Regions from separate parts of the Mus musculus genome. Here region 1 is linked to region 2. Evidence: chromatin contacts called from public HiCAR-type data. All regions are on one chromosome and are shown on one strand. Each heading gives the region's core, a stretch centred on a gene start, on an enhancer-like site or on the middle of the called end of the contact. The rest is flanking DNA. Distances are from core to core; before and after follow the strand shown.

What was found. HiCAR-type assays count read pairs that join an accessible place to other places.
Region 1: a HiCAR-type map of astrocytes shows a contact between it and region 2, with 2.8 times the contacts expected there. The contact joins two enhancer-like sites. A contact is called at or near these places in 7 of 39 promoter capture datasets (the 3T3-L1 cell line, embryonic stem cells, hippocampal neurons and 2 more), 3 of 115 datasets of contacts at active chromatin or transcription factors (astrocytes, bone marrow-derived macrophages and stem cell-derived neural progenitor cells) and 3 of 9 other capture datasets (adipose tissue, embryonic stem cells and liver).

Annotation. Positions count from the first base shown.
Region 1 is chr17:86,902,116-86,909,695 of GRCm38.p6, forward strand. No RefSeq gene overlaps it. Among named protein-coding and RNA genes, the nearest start is that of Tmem247, 11 kb to the right of the region's middle. Within about 2 kb of position 3,321, at least 151 of the 459 cell types and tissues checked have an H3K27ac peak or open chromatin away from gene starts, as enhancers often do. A contact at or near this core is called in astrocytes and hippocampal neurons, where this site is marked.
Region 2 is chr17:86,252,623-86,259,603 of GRCm38.p6, forward strand. The region is part of intron 1 of Prkce (protein kinase C, epsilon); the gene reads left to right. Among named protein-coding and RNA genes, the nearest start is that of Gm52296, 13 kb to the left of the region's middle. Within about 2 kb of position 1,854, at least 54 of the 459 cell types and tissues checked have an H3K27ac peak or open chromatin away from gene starts, as enhancers often do. A contact at or near this core is called in astrocytes and hippocampal neurons, where this site is marked.

The DNA.
Region 1 (7,580 bases), core at 2,071-4,570, 650 kb after region 2:
AGCTGCCACCCTTCCATATTCCACATCAGCAGTCTCGAGTCTATGCAGTCTTCTTGAAGGGCCATGCTGTTAAAGGTTGCTACTGCCCGTCTGCCTAGACACATCTCCTACTGCAAAGCTGAGGTGCTCTGTCCTTCCTCGCACGTGAAGCACCCCACCCGGGACCTTGTCTCATTTCCACATGCCTCGACTGCAGCCATGACTTTGTCATGGCAGGGAACTTCTGCTATTGCTCCCCATGGCAACTGTGAGGAGACTGTAATACGGGGAGGATGGATTCCAAATCCTGAAATAGACGTTAGTCATTGAGAGGGGCAGGAGCCATGCAGATGCTCAAGAGCCCCAATAGTGATGGGGGAGTGAGGTTATCACTGTCATGGGCATGGGGACCGAAGTTCTGAAACCGAAGTCTCTTCCGTAAGGAACGGAAGGACAATCCAAGCATCCTACTTCCTGAGGAAGCTGACCTGGGTCAGGAACACGAGTGCTTGTGGCCTTTACATTGTCCTGTAGAGTTAGGTATTTACAGATTAGCGATGGGTGTGGTAGGCTGGGCCATCAGAAATGACCATCAGATCCAAACAAACCTGCCATCCTGGCTGTAATGGAAATGACAGTGAATGTTGTCAAATGTGCAGCCCCAGAATCAAAGGGACACCAAGAACCACTGTTATGCCATGATACTCATAGAACAAGGGCTGGCACTGGGTCCCTGTTCTAGAGACATCCACACCCAGAAATGCGAGTACTCCTGAAAGAGCCAGCACGTAGAGGGCTTCCCGTCTATCCGCCTTCAGACTTCACCTTCAGTCCAGCATCCTAGGGGCAGGGAGACACGCAGAGGAACCTTGACCTGCGAGGGAAGTGCCAGTCTGTGATCAGCAACTCAATCTGGAAAAGCAGAGAGGAAAGTCTAGCCTTGACGTTCTAGAACAAAGAGTTGAGAAACAACAGTGTGAGCTTTTGCTAATATTAAGTGCTGAAAGAAATGTCTGGTGGTGCAGAGAGGGTCCTTCCATAGTGGCCATGCTGTGATGTTTGATGGACACATGTTTGCTGTCTTCAACCAGTCTTGTAGCAGACACGGGAGACTTCCCTGGCTCTCGCTTCTAGAGGACTTTCCATAGGAACGTGGAATCTAGAGTCTCTACGCCTGCCTTTAGCTCATCTGGCCCTTGGGTGTGGACTACCCTGCTCAGAGGCTCTGTGGAGGAGCCTGGGAGTCGGGCAGGCATCAAGTCTGCTGCGTATACTCTAAACCTGCTACCCAGACAGATGTGTTTTATCTGCCTTCTCTCCGTTCCATATAAAATATCCTTTAAGAGAAGGATTCCATTGCTTTTTATAATATTTGAAATGTTTGCCTTGGATACTCTTTTCAAAGCCTTTTCTTAACTTGATAAGAGCTAGAAAAGAACTCGAGGCTAGACTAGAAGTCCAGAATCCTATTCACACATTCAAATTTGTCAGCTCTGGGACTGCCCTGTCCTGAGAGGACAGTCTTTATGGCCCCTCCCCGATCTGATGCCTGAACTCCACACCAGGCTGAGGACCCAGCATAAATAGAAGGTGGACGGCCAACACCACACTAAAGGAGCTTGGAGAAGCTGCAGTGCAGAGACCTCACCACACAGCTGACAAACGAGAGCGGCAGAGAGGAAGTCCTAGTGAGCGCCAGGCTGGGCTGATTTTACCCCGCCCCCGACTCCTCCATGGCCCTTACACCTATCTCCTGCCAGTTCCCAGTTGACTCATTGTCTTCCCCTGCCTCTGTGACTCACTTAGAATAAAAATGTCCCCCTCACAATGCCACCAGTGTTCCCTGCAGGGCATTGGACATCTGTTTGGGATCTGTGACCCCTAGAAAACTGCAGTAAATAAATGTCGCCATCCATCATATAAGCAGCTGCCTCAAAGAGCCCAGACTAGAAGAAACTTCCAGAAAATTCTCCCCCACCCCACCCCACCCATCTCCCCTTCTCTGACAAAGCTCCTGGTCTCACTTCCTAAACAGAGCCTTCCAAACAGGGCCACATTCCCTTCCCACCTTCAAAACAGCTGAGCCCTGGCACTGAGGGACAGAACACCTGCCTTCCTCGAAGTGTAGCCAAGAGAGCTGTGTCCCAGGCTGTGATCAGAGCTAAGCAGGTTGGCAACTGAGGCTGAGCCAAGGGTGCAGTCAGGCTAAGGGGTAACTACTGAAGGAACAAGAGCCCAGAGTGTGAGAGGAAGCCACAGAAGGTCGCATCTGCCTATGGGCTCCACTTCCCTCCTTACACCAGTAACCACATGAATAAGGTCCCTCTGTGGTCACCTAAGAGCCGAGCCTTCTGGCCACAGCAGGCTGTGACTTCCTAGACAACACCCACACACAGGCATGACCCTCTATGTCTTCCTCAATCCATAGTCCTCCTCATCTCTCAGGGCCCTGTGTCATTTTTTTTTTCCTGCAGGATGTGGTTGACATCTGTCCCCTGGTACCTTCTTAGTCTCCCTATCATCCACTGTAGCCCAGAACTCACGGTTCCCTTCCCCCTGGATTTTTCCATTCCTCTCTACTTTAAGCCACATTAATTCTCCTAATGCTTATTTCCACACAGCCAAGTAGTTGCTCCCTCAAGGGCAATGGCCGGAGCTCTGTCACCACTCTCACAGCGGCTCCTGATACCGCTCCTCACAGTGCTCGCCCAAATGTACACATGCAGCTCTCGTGTAAGCGGAAGGCTGCGCCTCCTGACACCTGGAGATGTCTCACAGACGCCCGTCATTGTGCCTCTGTCCCCCCTCTTCCCACCTGACATACACTCATTCACCCCATTCTCTCACCCTTCCCTCAATGTACACCCTTCCCTCAATGTACACCCATTTGCCATTTGTGCTGTCTCTGCATTCTCTGTGACCAGATCACGGGCAGATGTCAGCATCTCTATTCCACAGGAGCAGAAACTTCCTACTAAGCTGAACGGTCCATCTTCCCTCTTGTGCTCAGCAATGGGTCCCCAGCCCGGCAATGTCCTCTGCCACTTCAGCTTCAATGACAAAGGCAGAGATGTACCAAAGTTCTGGGAAGCAAGAGGATAAAATAGGCAGAGAGAGAGAAAGAGGACAGGCCACATTGGGATGTCATTCACTCTTGGTCCAAAAAAACCCTGAGAAAAAGGCTTTCCAGTCAGCTAGGAAAAACAAACAGAGCCAGAATGGAGTCAGCTGGAGGAAGAACAACCTAGCAGCCACCATACAATCAACCAGAATCAAGCGGCCTTATGGACACAGCTCTGTCACCGTGCTGGAGAAACCTGAGGGGGCAGTGTTGCGAGTGTCCTGGGAGGAACTCTGCGGATTTCTATGTTATCGGCTGGGGGAGGCCTACAGCGTTTGTTGGCCCCTACAGGCAAACACAGTGGCCAGACCTTCGAAACAGGACGCCTTTGTCCGTGACTGACACCCTGGCCTAGAGCCCAGCTCCGCTTCAGGGGAGGATTTAGGTCACAAGAAAATGGGGGCTGGGGGGAGGTGGCTATAGTTTTAGAAATCTGTCTCTGTAAAACTCGGGGAGGTATTTTACCCCTTCCCAGGGTCACACCCTTGCCCTGGCTGACCTTACTTTGTATTACTCTGACTTTGAAGCTAGAGCTTTGGCTGGCCTCCTCAGCTTCTTTTTAAAAAATGCTATTTGGCAAATTCCCACCCGACTGGAACCTCCCCCATCGATCTATTACCTCTTTCTAGTCAGCTCAAATCAGTATGTCTTTCCCAACCTCTGTTCAGTTTAAAGACCCGTGCAAACATGACCATGAAGCCCCTGGAAGCTTCCGGTAGACTAGAGAGTTAACCAAGGAGCACGAAATTAGGACTGATTTCCAAAGCCAGTGAGCGTCTCAGAGGAGGATGGTGCCCTGGCCTGCTCATACTCCCCGGCTGTTTCTGCTTTAGAGAGAAGTTGCTGAAGGTATTAAAGCAGGCTCTTGAAGAACGACCCAGTCACAAGCTGCTGTGATCTTTCTACTTCAGCTGCCCTTTCTAAACTACTGACTTTCATAGAGGTCAGCCAGAAACCCTGCCTTCGAGGCCAGTCCTTATCCTCAGTGCATTTTTATAAACCTTGGCAAATCGTTTTTCCATCCCTGTCTCTTTTATGAGAAGAGCTAACTGCTCTCTCACGCCAGGCGCTAATAAACTTTGTTCCTTCCTGTTGGCTTTGCTCGCCATCTTCTGGACAAAAGCAGTATTGCTACCGAGGTAGAGCCGGGCCAGGGCTTCTTAGCGCAAACCCAAAGCAGTTTGGAGAGGACCAAAATGAACTACTCCTGAATGCCAAGAGCGCAACAATGAGCCTCATTTGTTATGGCAAAGACGTGCTAAACACTTCTTTTGAGAAATCACGTCCGGGGTACCTCACCTTACACCTTAATGTGTAAGTGGCCTGTCGTGTTGTACACGATGTGATTTGTGATGGGCACACATCACATAGTCTCTAAACCAGAAAGCCTGAAGTCTAGGGTCAAACATGGAAGATGTCCGTACATTCGAGTGAGATGCTGCCTGCTCGGAGTCCTCAAAGAGCTGGAGCTCAGAGCAATGGGAACCATGCAGAGGAGGTGGCAAAGCTGGCACCGACTGACAGTGGGGGAAAGAAAGGATAAACATGCTTAAGGAACACCTTGTGGAATCAAAACACTGCTCCTTCACAGCCATAGATCCAGCGACGCAGTTAGGAAGGTGGCCACTAGGAGGCTTAGAATCCTGGCAGCAGGGTAGTGGAGCCAGGAGAGTCTGGAGTTCAAGGTTGGCCTTGGCTACATAACAAGTTCAAGGCCACCCTGGTCTATATGAGAATCTGTCTCAAAATAAAATAGAATAAGGAGGCAGGAGGAAAAAGGAGAGAGGGGGGTTATGGCTTTTTTTATCAAGATAATTCTGCAGACCTGACTAGATCTACATGTGTGAAACAGAACACAGGGTGAAAGGAAGAAAAAAAATCAGACTTACAGCAAACCAGCTTTGGTTTCAAATCTCCACCCTGCCAGGTGACAGCTGTGTGCATGTGAAATCAGTTAGGTATCCTGATCCACAGTTTCTCATACAGGCAGGGATGACCACAGCAGCTCTTCAGAGGGGATAAAATATGGTCACATGCATGTTCTGATACATGACTGACACCAGGGCACAATGCCAAGGTCCCAGCTGCTATGCCCAGAGAACTTACAACTCCTCCAGGTCATTTTCAAACCACCTGGGACAGACTGAGAACATTGCCTATCTAGAACTGAATAGAGTTGGTCCACCTCCTGCTGGGACTGTGACCTGGAGTCACCAAAACAGACATGTGCGAGTAAGCAGTGAGGACGATACTCAGAGCTTCAAGGAGCATGCGCCAAGGTCAGGGATGTACGGTAGGTAGTCTCTGCAGATTCTTTTTACCCTCACTCTCACGAATCCAATGTGGGAAAAGCAGGCTCCTTGTGAGCTCCGGACTGGTCCCAGAGTCAGTGCACAGTGCTCAGCCGCAGCTCCCCGGGAGCAGGGGACGGAGAGCACATGCGGGAGGATGAATCTAGATCATCTGCGGAAGCCAACGTGCTCCCATTTCATTTACTTCAAGACTCTTAGCCCCACCTTATGTGAATGTGAATTGTAAGTTGTCGTGGTAGGCGATTAATCCCACTCAAATGGCTGGGACATTTCCAAACTTCCATGTGGCTGACACTCTCCCCTCCAATACGCCTGGGCTGTCCTCTAATCCCAAGCAAGTAAGTGGAGACAGTTGGCCACTTACTAAAATCTATATTCCAATCTTTGCAATGGGGGCAGGGGCTGGGGCCGCTCTTGCCGGCTCTTCCATGATTGCTGTGCTCTCCCTCCTGCAGCCTCGGGCCTGGTCTCTCTCCTTTCCCGACACAGCGGTTCTCAGTCCCCTCTCTGTCCCTTTGCCCTCAAATCCTAAAGTCCCATGTCTGTCTCCCTGCCCAGCCATTGGCCGCTGGCCATTTTATTCACCAATGAAAACCAAACGAGGGCAGGAATCCTCAGGGTTTTAGATGCAGGTCCTCCTGCAATTTTGGGAACCCATTTAACATAATACAAGCATTAAACCAAATCCACCACAGCAAGTATCCAGCATTATGTAGCACAGTGGAGGGAACTCCTAAAACTCGTACGATCAGAGACACTTGAGCTTCAGGCTGCAGACCTCAGATTGGCCTCCTGAGACGATCCCCCTGGGAAAAGGTACCTCAGGGTTGCTATCTGAAAGCAAAGCCAAGGTTAAACTCCTGTCGACACAGGTCAACCCCTGCACTCATGCCCCTCTTGGAAATGTGAGCCTTTGTGTATCTGTTTGAGACAGGCTCTTGAGTAGCCAGGCTGGTTCCAACCAAAGTCACTGGACAGATCAGCCTTTGCCCGCCCCTTTCAAGCAGTGGAATTCTAGGCTTGCCCTGCCATGCTTGGCTAACACAAGCCGCTTGATCCCTCCAGCAAGCAAAGGCATGTAAAACCAGCCCGAGGACACTCCGTTCAGAGCTGTCTGGGGCTTGTCGTTTAAGCTGGTGGACAATTGTCTTGGGACACAAGCATCCATCTGGGAAGGCGTCCTCTAACCCCAAGCATCATCTCCCCACCCACCCCCTTCCAACTCTACCTCTACAGCTAAATGCCAGCGTTTGGCTCAGGAAGCCTCAGTTCAGTGTAAAGACAAATATACATGGTGAGTGTTGTGCCCGCGTTGTTATCGGCCGGTTCTGTGTCTGTGTGTTTCAGTTAACACTGGATCTCCTTCTGGGTTACAACTCTAGCCAGCACCTTGGATTTCCTAGCAAGGACGTCAGAGCTGGATGTGAGTTGGGCAATCTAAAGGACAGGACAGGGCCAGAGCTTGCGGAGAAGAAACACAGGCTGAGCGCTTTCACTATTGCCAAACTCAGGTTCCAGGGGGTCTTAGAAAAATCCAAACAGGCATGGGATGACAGCGCCTTACCATTCCATCTTTCTGTCTGGTTAGCTTCTGGAGATGCTGATCCATCCAGGGCCCTCTAAGCTACCTGCAGCACTGAAGGGCACAGGTGGGCCTTGGACTACATTCAGTCTAATATCACCCCCCACACACACAACCCCACCACACCAACTCTGGGAACCCAGCACACTTGCTACCCCAATTCAAGCCCCGTGTGCCTGTGCTTCTCCCGTGTTATCCTTAAGCCCCATATCCCCTTGTCCTGACTCCTTTCTATTTTTCCTTCACTTCAGTCCCCAGCTCTTACCCCTCCAAGTCCTCGTAGGGCCACACACACTCTACTCACAACCCAAAGTGAGGCCAGGCACATACAGCCACGGCTCAGCATGCCTCCTGGAAGGTCGTGTGGGCAATGTGGTGATACCCGTGGGCCTTCATGGTTGTTCCTAACTTGTCATATGTGAGCCGGACGGCAGTTGTCTTCGCTTTGAGAACGAGCTTTCATGGTTCCATGTGCTGACCTAGACAGAGGACCTCAACATGTGGCTAGAAGACGCCTCCATGGCCATACTCCACACGCCATATTCCTGGGGCAGCCACTGACTGCTTCCCACTGGTGGCCCTCATG
Region 2 (6,981 bases), core at 604-3,103:
TTAAAAGCATTGAGAGGTGAAAGGAGCACTTATGGCAGATTCCGTGTATACGAAAAGACAGTGATGAAGACGTGAGTGGCTGCCAGGATGGGGTGGGCCAGAGGTCAAAGGAAGATGGGGGAATCTCTTAGGTGACATTTTCTTTTCTATCTTGATTGTGGTAGTTATGACAAGACTACACATATTTATCCAAGTCTTTGGACCTGTACTCCACAGTGGGCCCATTTTATAGTGTGCAATTATACCCAGCGTTAACAGCCCAAGGGCTTGGCTGCCTCGGTGACAGTGGAACTGACACGTTAATGAACATCACAACTGTAGGATGCGATGGGCTGAAGCTTGGAGAAGCCGCTGTAATCTAATTTCCAAGAAACCACAGAGTATCAGAGCCATTCGAGGATAGGTTGTTTTTTCTTGGAAAGTGATTATGAATACGTCGGCAGCCCTTCCGAGGCTACCACCATCCTACCCCAAGCCATGATGCTGGACCACAACCCTCTTCCCTTGGGCTAGGTCAGAGGTGGAAGCTATCTGGGAAATGTAGCATCTGGAATCGAGGCAAAGGGATTAGGCACAGAGTGGTGTGGAGGAGCTCAGAGAGATAAAAGATTCAGGAGGCGGTTGCATACATAGATAGCCTCTACTCCTGCTATCAATGCTGCGTGATTAATGCTTCCCGGCCAGCTGAGGGATGGGAGGAGCTTGAAGAAGTCTGGCAAAGGAGGTGCCCAACACTCTCCTTTGTCATGTCCACCCCTGCCTATCGGTCCAACAGGTCATCCTACACTGATTAGGATCAACTTAGGTGCTCCCTTCCTTCTGCCCACTGCCACTCCCCCAGGAAGTCTCTTCAAGTCTTTCTCATGCTGGTCTTTGTATTCTTCATCCTTTCCAACTCCCAGTCCCTTCTGGCTCATTGCAGTTTGGGAATTGTGCTTTAGCTTGGAGATTCAGTTATGCACTTCTGAGCCCTCAGATGCTGCAGTTTCTTCCTGCCCAGTTCTACTGCTGCCTGGCGTAGTTGTCTCTGACACAGATGTTTGACAGTAACGCTGAGCAGCCAGAGAAGATGCCGTGCAAAGCATACTTTCCAAGATGCAGTTCCCTTCTGCTCCGAGTCTCCACTGACAGAAAGCGAATGAATAACTGTGGCATTTTCTGATTGACAGCTGATTAAAAATACATCAATTGGAAACAATTGTATTCTTTCTGAAATGGGCTGCAAGCAAAGAGACATTGTTTATCAATTATTCCAAGGAAACTGGGAGAGGTTTGGGGTAGAATCAAGGTGCTGGGAAGCCTGTCTCAAGGATGCCAGATGTGATGGTTTCCATGTATGCCTGTAGGGAATCACTGACGGCTCCTGATGAGGAGCAGGTGAGACCCGGAGGCTGGACAGGCTCTTAGTTATGCAGCAAGGACAGGCGGTTTTCCTTGAGCTGGAGACTCAGATGGAACAGCGTAGTCTGGCGGAGGGCCGACGCCCGAGCTACATACAGCTTCTAAGAAACATTTCCTCACTGTTGTTTAGAGTTGGCTTCCAGCATATACAGACCTGACACTTCTAGGCTTTAAAGTTGTACACAACACCCCTGCAGTGGTAGGAAGTGAGACTGGGTCTCAAGTCACCTGAGGACAAATGTCAGGTTCTTTCTTCAACGAAGCGTTGAAAGACCGGATCCTGGCTAAGATGCTTGAGCAAAGGAGGAGAGCCTGGGTAAAGCCAGCAAGCCCTGCTGGGGCACAGCCGCTCTCCAGCGTTCCCTGGATCCCTAGCCAGACCCCACTGATTGGCCGGGAGACCTTGCCAGCACAGCCCAGCAGATGCAGATGCCATGTGCACATTTTGGTTTTGTGCCCAGGCTTGGCCAGTGCTGCTGACAGGCTGTGGTCTCACAAGGGCAGGTTCAGGAGGTGGCTCAATGCTAATGTAGCATGTGCCGGATTTCTGGGAAGGCGGCCATGACCGAGAAACTGCACAGGGCTCTGCTGCCCCAGCAACCAACCTCCCTGTGGGCCTGCAGAGGGTCTTCTATCTGGAAAGTATTGAGTGGAGCTCCCCGAGAGCACTTGGTGTCTGCTCAAACGCCTGCATACTTGAATGTCTGTCTTGTGCTCTGAGGGATGCTAGAGAGATTGTGGAGGTGAGACTGTGCAGGGCTTTCTTCTGTCCTGACGAGAGGCGCCTCCTCCAGGAGTTTTTGGTTGTGATACCAAAAGCTACAAACCATACCACATCAAACCAAATGCTCTACGCAGAAAAGAAACAACCAACCAGATGAAGGGCAACTCAGGATGGGAGAAAATATTTGCCCACTGTATATGCAATAAGGAATTATCATAAAATGATGCAAGAAATCTATAAAGCCCACCAACAAGGACTAAAACAAGAGAAAATAATTTTAAAACGGGAAAATCCACGGGCTGGAGACATGGCTCGGCAGTTGAGAACACCAGCCGTTCTTCCAGGGGACCTAGGTTTGATTCCTAGCATCCACACAGAGGCTGACAACAGTTTATAATTCCGGTTCCAGGGGATCCACTGCCCTCTTCTGGCCTTCACAGGCACTGCATGCATGTAGTGCACAAACATACATGCAAACCAAATACTCATGCACAGAAATACAAATAAATCTTTTAAAATGAAAATTAAAAAGGGAAAAATCTTAGAGCTACATGGCCCCTAGAAGAAGACTGTGCTCGCCAAATCTTTCTATCAGGGGTTCACTGCCCATGTTGTCAAAACCAAACCAGAGTCTCCATTTCAGAGGCTTCATGCTCTAGCTGTGCCTACCACATACAGAAACAAAATGGATTCAATCGGATAGATGATAGATAGATAGATAGATAGATAGATAGATAGATAGATAGAGTCAGTAGACAGACAGACAGACAGACAGACAGACAGATAAAAGGGCAAAGAACCGGAAAAGACATTTCCCAAATAAAATAAAGAAATAACTAACAGATATCTGAAGAGATTTTTTTTTTTAGTCACACTGATCATCAGGAAAATGCAAATTAAAATTGTGGTGGATTTCCACCTCACACCTGTTGGGATGCTGTTAGCAAAAAGCAGGTGTTGGTTAAGATTCAGAGCTCTGGAAGCCTTTCAGTAGTGTTGATGGGGATGGACCCAGCAGAGCCATGATGGAAGGCAGAGTGGTATTTCCTTCAGAAGCTTAAACTAGGCTTGCCACAGAATCCAGCAATCACACTTCTGGGTATGCAGACATACGAGATGAAAACCACTGCTTCCAAGAGGCATCTGCACGACCCTGTAGAAACACCCAAGTGTTGACGGATAAAGGCAGTGTGGTAGGTTTAGGGCACGGAGTATTATTCAGCATCAGTAAGGACATCCTGCCATTTATGACAATAGGGACAAACCCAGAGGTCACTGCTAGGTAAAAGTATGCCACTTACTGGGAAGTAAGTCCTGCATATTCTCTCATGTGTGGCACAGAGGAATATCAAACTTGTGGACACGAAGTAGAAGAGTAGGTTTCAGGGCTCAGGGTGTTGGGGACGAAAGATTGGCCAAAGGTTACAAACCTGTGGCTGTAAGATAAATACATTCTGAAGACCTGGTGTACTGCACGGCAGTTGTAACTCAACACAGCGTATGGCGTGTTTGAAACTTGCTGGAGACTACACCTTAGGAGCTCTGACTGCAGGAGTGGAACAAGGTCCTGTAGCTGGTTTACTGGAGGCAACCATGTCTAAGGGGTGTGTGTGTGTGTGTGTGTGTGTGTGTGTGTGTGTGTGTCTGTGTGTCTGTGTGTCTGTGTGTCTGTATGTTTTATGAGACCAGGTCTCTTTGTATACTCCTGTAGATCAGATCTCAGAGATCCTCTTGCCTCTGCCGCCTGAGCACTGGGATTAAAGACCCGCACCACCACTGCCTGGCTAGGTGTGAGTCCTCTAAGACATCTTCGTCTGCGTCCACCCTGAATAATACATATATCCTGCTTCACCTCTTCCGTAACGCCTCGGTGAACCTGAAAGGGACAACTTGGTGGAAGTCCTTCCTGCTGCCTACTCCATCCTTCATACACAGAGGTCTGGGAGCCTTTGAGGTCACTCTGGCGCTCTGTTGTCTTTGAAGTTTCTAAGGAGAAGGGAACCAGGAGGAGCTGATGGAGGAAGTTAGCTCATCTGTCCCCACCGAGCCAACTCTGCTTTATCTCCCTGCTCCCACCCTGCCTGGCCACATCTGTATACATTTATTTATCCCTGGCATCCTACTGTGGGCGTGGGTCCCCCCGCCAATGGCTTCCTTCAAAACTTTGCCCCCAAGCAGGAGGCTTTTTAGACTGTGTTGTGTCCAAGCAGTTTGAGCCAACACGGCCATAGAGCCTGATTCCGGCTCTGGTCCCCACAGATGTTTTGTCAGCTTGTGAGCCACAGACATAGAAAACTGACTTGGCTAGAATGACCTCATCCCCGGGCCTGGTAAAGGGCGCAGAGACCTGCATGTACAGGAAGCGGCCTGACCCCGGGAGCCGAGTGGATTGTGGATTTGGCTGTTATTGTGATAGTGAGTGCAATAAAAAAAAAAAAATGGCACATGGAAAAGAAGCAGAGGGCTCTGGGTTTGAATCCAGACCATACTAAAGAGCGCCTCTCTATGCAATCTCGGGTGACTGCTTGATGCTTCTAAGATGAGATTCTCTGTCTGTGAAAGGGAATGATGACGTCACTGTAGGTTATGAGGAGTCCCAGACGCTCTCAAGTTCACGCTCAGGACCAGGACCCTAGGTGGTTGGCAGTCAGTGGTAGGGATTGGTATGACGACTCTCACACATCTGCAAGGGCTGCTTTCTCCTTTCCTGGAGAAGGCACCACTGACCTTCAAATCTGGCCACGCATCAGAGTCCAGTGAGGGGCTTTGAAACCGTCTGGCTTGGTTCTTTCATCCTGGCATTTCTCCTTCGAGAGTCTTAGGCCCTGCTTTAGAATCTGTTTCTCCAAGTTTTCCAGGAGATTGTTCTCTGGCTTAAACCAGAGACCCGTCATATTTAACTGAGCTTGGGGCAACCATGTAGAGTGCCGTGCGGGGGTGAGGGACCATGAGGGGTGCCGTGCAGGGGTGAGGACCGTGAGGGGTGCTGTGTGTGTGGGGGGACCGTGAGGGGTGCCGTGTGGGGGTGAGGGACCATGAGGGGTGCCGTGCGGGGGTGAGGACCGTGAGGGGTGCTGTGTGTGGGGGGGGGGACCGTGAGGGGTGCCGTGCCGGGGTGAGAACCGTGAGGGGTGCTGTGTGTGTGGGGGGACCGTGAGGGGTGCCGTGTGGGGGTGGGGACCGTGAGGGGTGCCGTGCGGGGGTGAGGGACCATGAGGGGTGCCGTGCAGGGGTGAGGACCGTGAGGGTGCGGTGCGGGGGGTGAGGGGCCGTGAGGGATGCGGGAGGTTTGCTGAGCAGGAGGCTGGTTTTCTGGGAACTTGAGCTGGGTAATATCTTACCACAGCTCCTGTCACGGAGATCTTGGAAGGTTCTGCGTCTTGGATGGTCTCCTCCTTCCTGCAGCAGTGGTAGAAGGCCCAGGGAAGGAGGCCCCAGGATGCATGCCCTGTCCCTCTGCTCTCACAGTCCCGTTGAGCTCTCCTGTTCCATCTTCTCCGAGCAGTGTTTGTTTCTCTTCTCACTCCTGCACTAACTGATGTGTCTTCTCCGGCACCCCACAGGCGTCACTGCCGGGCCTTGTAGAGATCTGACTTAGGATGCTTTCTCGTTGAGTTGGAAGGACGAGAAGGATCCACATTTCCGTGTTTGTGATGTGAGCCCATCGCTGCCCTCAGACGGAGCTGGGCATGGTATCGAAAGCGTTCTCCTGCCGCTCATTAAGTCAGTCTAGTGCGCTTCTGGCAGCTGATGGGATGCCCAGGAGGCAGAGAACTGTGCGCTGACCCTCCTACTGTGCGTGTCTCCTATGGACACTGAAAGCACTGATCTACCCTCAGCCATCCTCTTCAGTGTCTGAGCTGCGGTGTGATGGAGAAATCAGAGCCCCGTCAGGGACCTTCGAGAGAATCGGCTTTGATTGCTGTGGTTTAGTTTGCTTGGTGCCCTCTCCCTTCTTTACCATCACATATCCATCCTTTCTAGCCCCAGGCCACCATACTAAAGAGAATGGACAGCTCATTTTCTGTGGAAGCCAGAAGAGAGTGCGGGATCCCCTGGGACTAGAGTTGTAGATGCCTGTGAGCTGCCATGTGGGTGCTGGAAATAGAACCTGGGTCCTCTGGAAGAGCAGCCCGTGCTGTTAACCATAGAGCCTTCCCCCCGGTTCCCTCCAACGACTGCTTCACCTACCTCTTCTCCTCAAGGAGAAAGACTTCCTCATTGTCTCAGGAACAGTCTTCCTACCTTCCCATGCCCCAGTCTCGCTGCCTCCTGTGGTCTCCTGCCGAGTGCATGCTACTGAGATTTCTCTAGTGCTGACCCATCTTGGGCCTGACCCTGTCTCGTTTTGCATGAACTCATCTTATTTCCTCTGAGACTGGGAGCTCTTGAGGCCAGTACATTCCTTTCTTATTCTCTTACATCTTTACTGCACAAAGCATGAAGCAACTGGAGAGCTAGTTTCTCTCTCTCTCTCTCTCTCTCTCTCTCTCTCTCTCTCTCTCTCTCTCTCCAGTTTTAAAACAATTGTGTTAAGATTCACAAAGTAAAATTAGTACCATTGTAATGAGAGAGGTAGAGGGAGGTAGGGAGAGAGGAAGAGGGAGAGATGTGTGTGTGTGTGTGTGTGTGTGTGTGTGTGTGTGTGTGTGTGTGAATATACATGTGGTTCCTAAGGACCTCTTTATCATCTTTAAGACAGGATTTCTGACTGTACCTGGAGTTCGCTGATGGATCTGGCCGGCCAGCCAACCCCACAGACCCTCCAGTCTCTCTGCCTCCCTAGCACAGGGATTCCATGTGTGTGCTGCTGTACCTGGCTGTTTTGTACGGGGGTGGGGGTGGGGGGTTGGAGT